2 separate regions of the Mus musculus genome follow, and region 1 is linked to region 2. The links are chromatin contacts, called in public promoter capture Hi-C maps. All regions are on one chromosome and are shown on one strand. The core of a region is the stretch at or near the end of the contact, and the rest is flanking DNA. Distances in the headings are between cores, read along the strand shown.

Region 1 (5,080 bases), core at 2,370-4,869, 820 kb after region 2:
GCTCAGACAACGGAAAAGTTAGAAAACATTTCAGTGTCTGAAGGGTAAAAAAAATCCTGACTCTGACGGAAGTATTTCAAAGCAGAAAGACAAAAGCAAACTGTGCTGAGGTAGTGAGTCAACGGTAAATGGCTTCAGCCTCTCATTTGTAAGGCCTTGGTTGAGTACCCAACATCACCAAAAAAAATTAAGTTAAATTGAAAATAAAAACATGGCCAGGCAGTGATGGCGCATGCCTTTAATCCCAGCACCTGGGAGGCAGAGGAAAGAGGATCTGAGATTGAGACTAGCCTGGCCTACAGTGTGAGTTCAGGACAGCCAAGGCTATACAGAGAAACCCTGTCTCGAAAACCAAACCAAACCAAACTAACAACAAAAGAATAAAACCTTCAAATTTTTTTCTCAAAGATTTCCTGAAAGCAGCAGTTTATGAAAATGCATTTGGAACAGCCAAGACCTACCCCCTTATTCCTGGGCTGTTGCTGTCACCATGCACAGGACACTACTCAAGTATCAAATCACAGCACTGTTCCTCCCATCAGAGAATTCATGTGACTAGAAACAGAATGTTTAACAAGGAGTTTTCTCCTTATTGTCGACATGAAGAATCACAAAACTTAGGCACAGAATGTGAAGTGTTTTTAAAAATGAAGTATCTAGTCAGATTTTTAAAATGAATTGCTGTTCTTGAAAATAAAACCAATCACAATAAACAGAGTTAGTCACATAGGTTTTCCCCTGACCTTCACACACACTCCAAAGCATGAATGTTTATACATGTGTACATGTGTGTATACACAGGAGCATGCACATGCATGTGCGTGTATGTGTGTGTGCACGCACAAACAAATACAATAAATAATATTTCTAAAAGTTAGGAGGCATAGTCAGGTGGTGGTGGCACACGCCATTAATCCCAGCACTCGGGAGACGAGAAGGGGGATGTCTGTGGGTTCAAGGCCAGCCTGGTCTTCAGAGTGAGTTCCAGGGTTACACTTTAAAACCCTGTTTGGGGAAGGGGGGGGATTAGGAGGCAAAAGACTTAAATTCTAATGTCACTTCTTACCCTGACTCCAAGACGGAGGCTAAGTCACTTAACACCAATGGGGTTTGACTTCCTAATTTACAATATGGAAGTTTTAGAACAAATGCTTTCTCTTTCAGCTTCAAATTTTGCGACTGTCTTAATTATAACTATGACTTTTTCTTTTTTGTATAAAATAACAATGTACTAATGAAAAGACACGTCAAATTCTTTTCCTTGCCTTAGGAACATTCCCACTTGACAGATCTCATTTTAAACCTAATCACAGGTGCCTTTGCCAAGAAGTCTGCTTATACCATAGGTCCGATACCATGGGTTATTAAACATCTTCCTAAAAGAACCATAATTCATTTAAAGTTATTTCTGGGCTGTCAAAAGGTTTATAATATAATGTCTTACTCTGTCAAATGCTTCATAACAGAGCATTGCAGTTTAAAAAAAGGTTACTTTAAGAAGCAATCGGGGGCTGGGGATGAACCTCAGGCAACGAACCTGGCCAGAATTCTTGAGGCAGTGGGCTAGCACTCCAGTACCAGACGCAAAATAAGGATGCAATCAACCAAACAGTGCACAAAAGCAAGCAAACGCTGCTTCCTCTCCACAGTCTGTCATCGTGGGACGCTAGGAGGGGCTCTTAGCAGTTTGTTAAGCCACCCATTTCCCAGGAGGCTGAGTGTGTTTGGGTGGGGTTTTTTATGACTCTTGTTTTGTTTATTTTCTGGTAGTGGGAACTGGACACGGCAACTTTACACTAATCAAGCACTGAACTCGGTCCAGCTCCATCCCCAGGGGGGAGGGGTAACCGGGACAGCTGGGATGTTTAGAGTCAGCATCTCCCTGCACAGCAGGAGATGGAACCCAGGACCTTGGGCATGCAAGGCGAGCCTCCGACACTTTCTAGAGTTACATGGGTACTTACTAAGACAATAAGGGAAAACCAGGTATAGTAGTGACACAGGCCTGCAATCTCAGCCCCTGGGGGTGGGGGCAGTAGGGACAGGGACAGGCGGGATGAGTTCAACATTAGTGTTCACTTACAGGGAGACCTTGCCTTACAAAAACCAAAAAGAAATCTGTAAATAATAACAGCTACAACTAAACAAGCAGGCTTATCATTTACATTTTAAAAAGGGAGAAAACTGAACCTCAAAAGGTCCAAAGAGCACTCCCTCGAAGCCAAAGAATCTACATCTGAACCCAGGTCTGAATGGAGGACTGAGTGAGACATACATACCCTGCTGTCTTGGTATCTGCCGTGTGGACTCCACCTCTGATCTTCTCGGGGGTAAAGGTTATCTCTGTTGAGCCGATTTCTGCTCCCTCCAGGTGCCCGCCACACAAATCACGAACCATTTCCAGTCCAGATAAATGCTGAGGCCTTCAGGTCATAAGACTGCATCAAAACGTGTGCCATCAGACTGCCTATACCCCACTCTATGACAGTTACAAAAGCAATGGCCAGAAAACAAGTGTGATGTCTTCCAACAGGAGAACTTTGTCTGGGGCTTTTGATTTCATTCAATGACCACCCCGTGACACCAGTACTACCTAAATTATGTACTCCTCATCCCTAAATTCCCACCTTGAGGCCTCAACCCACACAAAATGTGATCATTTAAACAGGCCTTTTAAAGGTACAATCAACATAAGGGAGGCTATTAGGGGGTGCGGTAATACAATTTGACTGCTATTCTTATGAAAAGAGAGGGTGAGATTAGAGGAACAGGGATGTAGTTCAGTGGGTAGAGGGCGTGCACAGTGTGGAGGAGGCCTTAGGTTTTATTTCCAGAACCACATAAACTGGGCATGGTGGCACACAGCTGTAATTATAGCATCTGAGAGGTGGAAACAGGAGAATCGAAAGTTCAAGGTTATTCACCCTAGCAGAGAAGTTCCGGATTACCCTGGACTAGATGATATCTTGCAAGAACAATTAACAATAAACCTACCATGACAAGAACATGGACAAGCTACCCTGTTTCAAGGCGTCCTAAGGACAACTAGCGGCCTGCCCTATGGACAGAAACGGAGAGCAAAGGCCGCACTCTTAATTGCCGCCCGGGCCTCCTCCCCCCTAGAACCCGGGCTCCGATCTCCGGGCTCCCAGGCCCCCTACCCAAACTCCCCGCCCGCCCGCCCGCCCGCAGTACCTGAGGCCCGGCGTGCTGCGGCCCGCGCGGATCTTCTGCACGCGCAAGGGTAGGCCCAGGAGGCAGCTCAGGGCGGTGGAGACCCTGAGGATCTGGCCGCCCTGTAGAGAGCACCGGGGTGGAGAAATGACAGAGGTTGAATGGAGGCCCCCGCCGCCACGGCTCGCCCCGGCCCCTAGCAGTCCCACACTCACCCCTTCCATGATCCCACCGTCCACCTCCACCCGCTGGCCCTCCATGGCGGGCGCCTCTGAGCCCGGCCGGCAGCGACCACGTCCCTGCTGCAACCGGCAAAAGACGAGGCGCCCGCAAGCCCGCAGGCCTGATAGTGCGCTTCCGGGCCGAGCTCGCCGGAAGGAGAAAGAACCCGCGCCTCCCGGGAAACTGTTGCTGTGGAAACGAATTCCCCAGGGGACCCTGCCGGCAGCTGTACGCATGCGCTCCACCCAGCGCTCAGAGAGGCCGCGCGGGGCGTTGTGCGACTGTGTACCCAAACTAGCAGGGAACTGGGCTGGCCACAAGGGGGTGACACAGCAAAACCTTCAGGCTCCAGAAGCCCTTTCCCCCCAACAGGTACATTCTTCAGTTATCCCCCAGGCTGGTATTTTATTTTCCCAATCATGTGTAAGCACTGCCTTCTCCAGCATCCTCGGGTACCTCAAAGACTGGGAAATGAGGCTGAATTGTGTGATGAAACATCACTGTCGCCTAATTTCGATACTGTACTAACACAGTATTTTGGAAGCATGTAGATTACTTAAATCAATCTGGAACGTGCTCCAAGATGTGAATGGTTACTTGAAATGTTACCGTCAGAGCCTGGCCCCTGGCAGGCCTTAACAAAGTAGGCTCAGCCAACACCTTCTCAGTAGCCAAGCCAAGAAATAAGTATTAATGGAAGGCAGAAAGAAGAGATCTGTTACGTGTGGTCCCATTGGGAAGAGAAAAAAATAAATAAATAAACCTAGTCTATCTTCAGGGTTCTGATGGAAAGCTTAGGTTTAAGTAGAGAGCAACAGTGATTCACATGCAAGCAGTCCTAATCTAGGTGTGGTCCAGGCCAACACTGACCTGCCATCGACTCAATCTCTTCTGCAAAGTGGTCTAGCAGATTTTAGAACTGTAAAATCTCTTCCTGGGGCTGGCGAGATGGCTCAGTGGTTAAGAGCGCCGACTGTTCTTTCAAAGGTCCTGAGTTCAAATCCCAGCAACCACATGGTGCCTCACAACCATCCGTAACGAAATCTGATGCCCTCTTCTGGGGTATCTGAGGACAGCTACAGTGTACTTACATATAATAAATAAATAAATCTTTTTTTAAAAAAAAATCTCTTCTTGGATGACAAACTTGCCCCCCGGCTGGCTCGGGAACTCCGGCTTTTCCCATGGCCTAGCATGAGACTCAGAGAAACTTCCTTGTCTCATGGTCCGCTAAACCAAAGGGAGAGGCACAAACCCATTATAGTGTACAGAAGATGGTTTAGCGGCCTAAGAACCTAAAAAAAGGAGATACCAGTGATATAATTTTACAGACAGGAAATAATAAGACATTGAAGCAAGGCTGCTGTGCGAATATACATGTTGTACTTTTTAAAAATTATTATTATGTGAATGGGCATAATGTGTACACATTCATCTGTACACAGAGGCCTGAAGAGGGTATCGAATTCCCTGTGACTGGAATTCCAGAGGATTGTGAGCCACCAATCACACGGGTGAGAATCTGACCTGGGTCCTATGGAAGAGCAGCCATCTTCCCTGTGGTACCTTGATTATCATACATATTAGATTCCTATTACATAAATATAACACCCTCTGAAGAAAGCTAATCCTTTTTGTTTTTATTAATCACAGTGCTGGAGGCTGATGTCGAGGTTTGATGCAT
Region 2 (4,911 bases), core at 706-3,205:
CAACACCCCCCCCATGTGCAGTATCATTTCAATACATGCACACAGCATGCTACAGCCAGATCATCATCTTTAATTTGCATCTTTTCTTTGGGTTGGGAATATTCAAATCCTTTCTATTACCTGTCTCATAATAGTCAGTTAATTATTGTCAACATAGCTCTACATTTGTCCCTTTACTAATTTCCATAGATATGCATGTACATAACCATACATATAGATATGTGTCCCCACACTCCAAGTGAGAGGCTAAAACAAAATCTCCAGTTTTTCCTCTAACCCACTGATGAACTTTTAGCGAAACCTCACAGAACAACCGTAGCAACAACAAAGCAGGGTGTGGTGTCCTGTTCAGGATCCCAGTATTCAGTGGAGACAAAAGCCAGAGTCAGCTCACACTTAACAGGTGACCAAGGGAATCATGTTAATACCCTGAGAAATCATATGGGTTCACTTCCAACTTTTCCTAACATGATATGTTTCACACTTGCAGGCAACTGTGGTCATATAACTGTACTGACTGGTTTTGTGTGTCAACTTGACTCAAGCTGGAGTTATCACAGAGAAAGGAGCTCCCTTGAAGAAATGCCTCCATGAGATCCAGCCGTAAGGCATTTTCTCAATTAGTGATCAGGGGAGGAGGTCCCATTGTGGGTGGTGCCATCCCTGGGCTGGTAGTCTTGGGTTCTGTAAGAAAGCAAGCTGAGCAAGCCAGGGGAAGCAAACCAGTAAAGAACATCCCTCCATGGCTTCTGCATCAGCTCCTGCTTCCTGACCTGCTTGAGTTCCAGTCCTGACTTCCTTTGGTGGTAAGTAGCAATGTGGAAGTGTAAGCTGAATAAACCTTTTCCTCCCCAACTTGCTTCTTGGTCATGATGTTTGTGCAGGGATAGAAACCCTGATTAAGACAATAACAAAGCATGGGGATGGTGTATGATGACAATTTCCTTAAATTTCCTCTTGTCTCATTTAGCTACTACTCCATTAGAGTGCTTATTTCACGACTCTTCCTGATCCTTTCCCCCCCACCCCACCTTCCCACCACCACCAAAGGAAAAGTCTAAACTTACTACAGGATTCATGATTTAAGGATTCAACATATTTCAGTATTTCATGTCATTAACAGGGTTTGAGATTTCAAATTACAAAACTTGCACAGGTTTTGAGTGATCTGTCCTCTAGTTTAATTTCCCCATAAACAGTTATTCTTAGTGCAGAAAGGCATGAATTATCCTATACCTTTGCATTAATATTAAGTCAGAATGTGCTTGAATAGCCAAGTGACCCAACTATATAATATTATAGTGAATTAACTGCACATCAGAAGCTGCCTAACATCAGCTAGGACTACATAGCAAGAGGTGTCATTTTTAAAACGTGCTCAGCCCTAAAATCATATACATACATTATACAGACTAAGCAGATTGTGTTTGTATATTTAGAAGTATATGGATATGTACATATGTATGTGTCAACAATTAAAGAGAAAGAGCCAGAGACCGTGAATTTGAGGGAGTGGAAGGGCAGCACATGGGAGAGGTTGGCGAGAGGAAAGGAAAAGGAGAAAACAATGTAATTATACTTTAATTTCAAAAATTAAAAATTAAACAAAAGAACTATAAAACTTGATGTCATATAGATAAATGATGGCTGCAAGAAATAAAATAAGTTGACTATGAAAAAGAGAAGAAAAACAGAAGTGTAGATTCTAAAGGAAACAATAGCACAAAGGAATGGGGAAAATTAGCTGCAAGAAACAAACCGAAGGGCAGAAGAGGAAGTGTTAAGTTAGCACAGGAAAATAGCTGGAACCAAAATACTCCGAAGACCTCTGCTGCTAGCTCTTTTGAGTTTTTTGGTTTTTTGTTTTTTTAAGTGGCTGGCTGAGATGTGAGTCTTCCCGTTTCCTGACTTGCAATGCCCGCCTTCTTTACCAACACTGAGATCACAAAGGCTGTCAGCAGACCATGAGTCAGCGCTGCGAAGAGAAAAGGCATCAAAGACTGACCCTTACCAACCCAGTTCCTCTGTCTTCCATTCAACACAGCGGATTGAAAAGCAGACACAAGTCATGGTTTCAAAACCAGTCCGAAATGTTTAAGTTTCCAGTTTAGAGTCATTACAGCATAACTCAGGTCACCTGACATCTTCTTCCAGAGTTCTCCAAGTGTTGTTTGTGACAACGGCTTGCAAGTCAGCAAAGCCAGAATTCCAGTCCCCACCATGGCAATGACTAGCTTGGGAACTTCAAACAATAAACTTTTTAATCCTCACTTTCTTTCCCCAGCAGAAGAGATTCCAAGGATAAAGAACTTCCTCAGTCTGTAAGCAATGCCTCAAAGATTACACAGCAGTAAAGACCATGGAAAGGATTGAACACACAAAGATACACAGAATGAAGGAGTGAGAGTCCTGGTGAAAGGAGCCAGCGGAAGCTAGGTGGGTGGCACAGGAGGGAGGTAAAAACAAAAGGAGTTCAAGGTGATCCTCAGCTACCCAGTGAGCTCAAGTTCAACCTGGCCTGTGAGAGAGAGTCTTTCTCAAGCAACCAAACAACAATAAGAGTGTTAGAAGAACAAAGAGACAGGGATTCAGTGTGCATTGTGTATATCAATAGACCTGCCTGTGTGTGTGTGTGTGTGTGTGTGTGTGTGTGTGTGTGTGTGTGTGTGTGTGTGTGTGTTTTACCATAGGGGATTTCAAAAGAAAAAATTTAAACTTTGTTTGTTTGTTTGTTTGTTGACAAAGCCTCACGCAGGTCAGAACTCTGACCGTCCTGCCTTTACCTCTTGGGTGGTAGGCAGTTTACAACAGGTTGTTGATTAAAACCAAGATTTCCTACATGATAGGCAAGCACTTTTCAAAATCTTAAGTGGGGAGCTTGAGAGAACTCAGCACTTGCTTGTCTTCCAGAAGACCCAAGTTTGGTTCCTGGCACACATGTAAGACAGATTAAAATTTAAGTTTTAAAATTTAAGCTGCAGGCACCTGTACAACAAGAGGGTGTTGGGGATTTTAAAGTTACTTTCCCTTCCAGGGCAGGCATGGGAGTACAATGGGAACAAAAGTTCACTAACATCACATTGCCCAGGGAATTTCTTCTATGTGATGGAAACTTCACTGTCAGGTCAAGTAAAATTCAACAATCCTAGTTTTTCAAAGGTCTAACATCTTGGTTTTCTACTTGATGAAACTTTAGCATACATGACTCCTTATTTATTCATTTGTGTGTTTGTTTGTTCATTTGTTTGTTGTTGCTATTGTTGTTTTGAGAAAGGGTTTTTGTGTGTGTGTAGCCTTGGCTGTCTTGGAACTTCCTCTGTACACTAAGCTGGCCTCAAACTCAGAGATCAACCTGCTTCTGCCTCCCAAGTGCTGGTAAAGGCCTATGTCACCATAATGAGCTTCCACTTCGATTTTTAATGTGAACCAAAGCTCTCCCCGCCCCCCCCCCAAAGCTATTCCTATATACATACAAAGCTGTTTAGAACTTCTCTATAGGGCAGAATGTTGACGATCCAGAATCCAATTGTCTTGGGCTGCCTTTAGTCCCCTAAGAACCATGTATTGCCCACTACTGACCTATCATCCTCGTGACTGTTGGGTAGATGCTTTTTGGAATGTATTGCAGACCACTAACTGCACCAACTCAATAAGCAAAGGGATGACTTAAAATCGTGCACTCTGCCACCATTCCACATCCCTGCACAAGCAATAGAAGTTCCAGGACCACCAATATCTATTTATAGTCAGGCCATCTAAAGCTGCTCAACAGTGGGTTTCTAGAAGCCCACAGCCACAGTTTTACAACAGTGGTAAAAAGTTAAAATGTAAAATATGTTACTCCTTTGCTTCTTGGGTAAGATTCTTTGCAATAGTCTGCCTTAGGCAATGGTTTGCCCAGAGGAAAACTTGAGCTAACTCCAGTAGAACAGGAGACAGATCAATGTCCTACTTCAAACTTTCCAAAAGCCAAGTTTCACACACACTTGGTAAAGGGATTTCTTGAGCATTTCTATGAAGCAGTTGTCTTAGAGACTTCACAGGGTTTTTACTACAGGGAAGTGTGGAGGGGCAAGGAGGGAAGGCCACCTACTCGTCACTCAAATTTACTCGGGTGAAAGCTGTATGAAGACATGATACAAAAGCTTGCCCTTTGTGGGCTGGTTAGTAGTTTGAGGCTAGTCTGGGCTATGTAGTAAGATCATGAATCAAAAATAATCAAGCAAAGTACACACACACACACACACACACACACAAAGAAAAAGGAAGAAAGAGGGAGAAGGAGAGGGGAAGAAAGGGGAGAGGAGAAAAGAGGAAAGGAAGACTTGCTAATTGTTAATCTGAAGAATTGTGAAGCGTGTGTGTGTGTGTGCGCGTGTGTGTGTGTGTGTGTGTGTGTGTGTGTGTGTGTGTGTGTGTGTAATTGTTATGAGACACTAATGGTGAAGGTTGTCTAATTGTTACCTCTCTAGCCCTTCTGAGGTTGGCCCAGGAAAGGAAAGTTTTGCTCTGAAGGCCCAACAGTTGTCACTATTGAAAAATCTCCCTAAAGACACTGAACAGGGATGGCCCAGTGTGCAATAGGCTCCCTTTCAAACCTAGGGATGGAGAAACTCCTTTGAGGTTCCTCCAGGCAATAGCGAACCGTCTCTTTACCACTCAAAAAACTCTGCTTGCTTAACACAAAAACTAAACATCAGAAGATGCACAAAAGAGGGATCCTCAAAAGCACTAATTAGCGAAGTCTGAGGTGACTGGACTGCAGCGGACACCAGACAGACTTCCTATATCTCCAGCCCAGAGCAGACAGAAAGAAGGCCATGTCTGTCAGGGCCCAACTGCTGAATTTTGACCAAACCCAACTAGAGAACCCCAAATCACACCCACACAACAGAAAACCACAAACACCTA

Evidence for each region. Promoter capture Hi-C pulls out the DNA fragments that hold promoters and counts their contacts.
Region 1: a promoter capture Hi-C map of liver shows a contact between it and region 2, with 2.6 times the contacts expected there. The contact joins the promoter of Rtca here to the enhancer-like site in region 2. A contact is called at or near these places in 2 of 39 promoter capture datasets (liver and pre-B cells), 1 of 484 Hi-C or Micro-C datasets (pre-megakaryocyte-erythroid progenitors) and 1 of 115 datasets of contacts at active chromatin or transcription factors (effector CD8 T cells).

Annotation. Positions count from the first base shown.
Region 1 is chr3:116,504,556-116,509,635 of GRCm38.p6, forward strand. It overlaps Rtca (RNA 3'-terminal phosphate cyclase), which reads right to left and starts at 3,620. Exons shown (of 11, transcript NM_025517.3): 1 at 3,390-3,620; 2 at 3,196-3,296; 3 at 2,280-2,423. The coding sequence starts at 3,434.
Region 2 is chr3:115,687,651-115,692,561 of GRCm38.p6, forward strand. No RefSeq gene overlaps it. Among named protein-coding and RNA genes, the nearest start is that of S1pr1, 25 kb to the right of the region's middle. Within about 2 kb of position 1,956, at least 141 of the 459 cell types and tissues checked have an H3K27ac peak or open chromatin away from gene starts, as enhancers often do. A contact at or near this core is called in effector CD8 T cells, liver and pre-B cells, where this site is marked.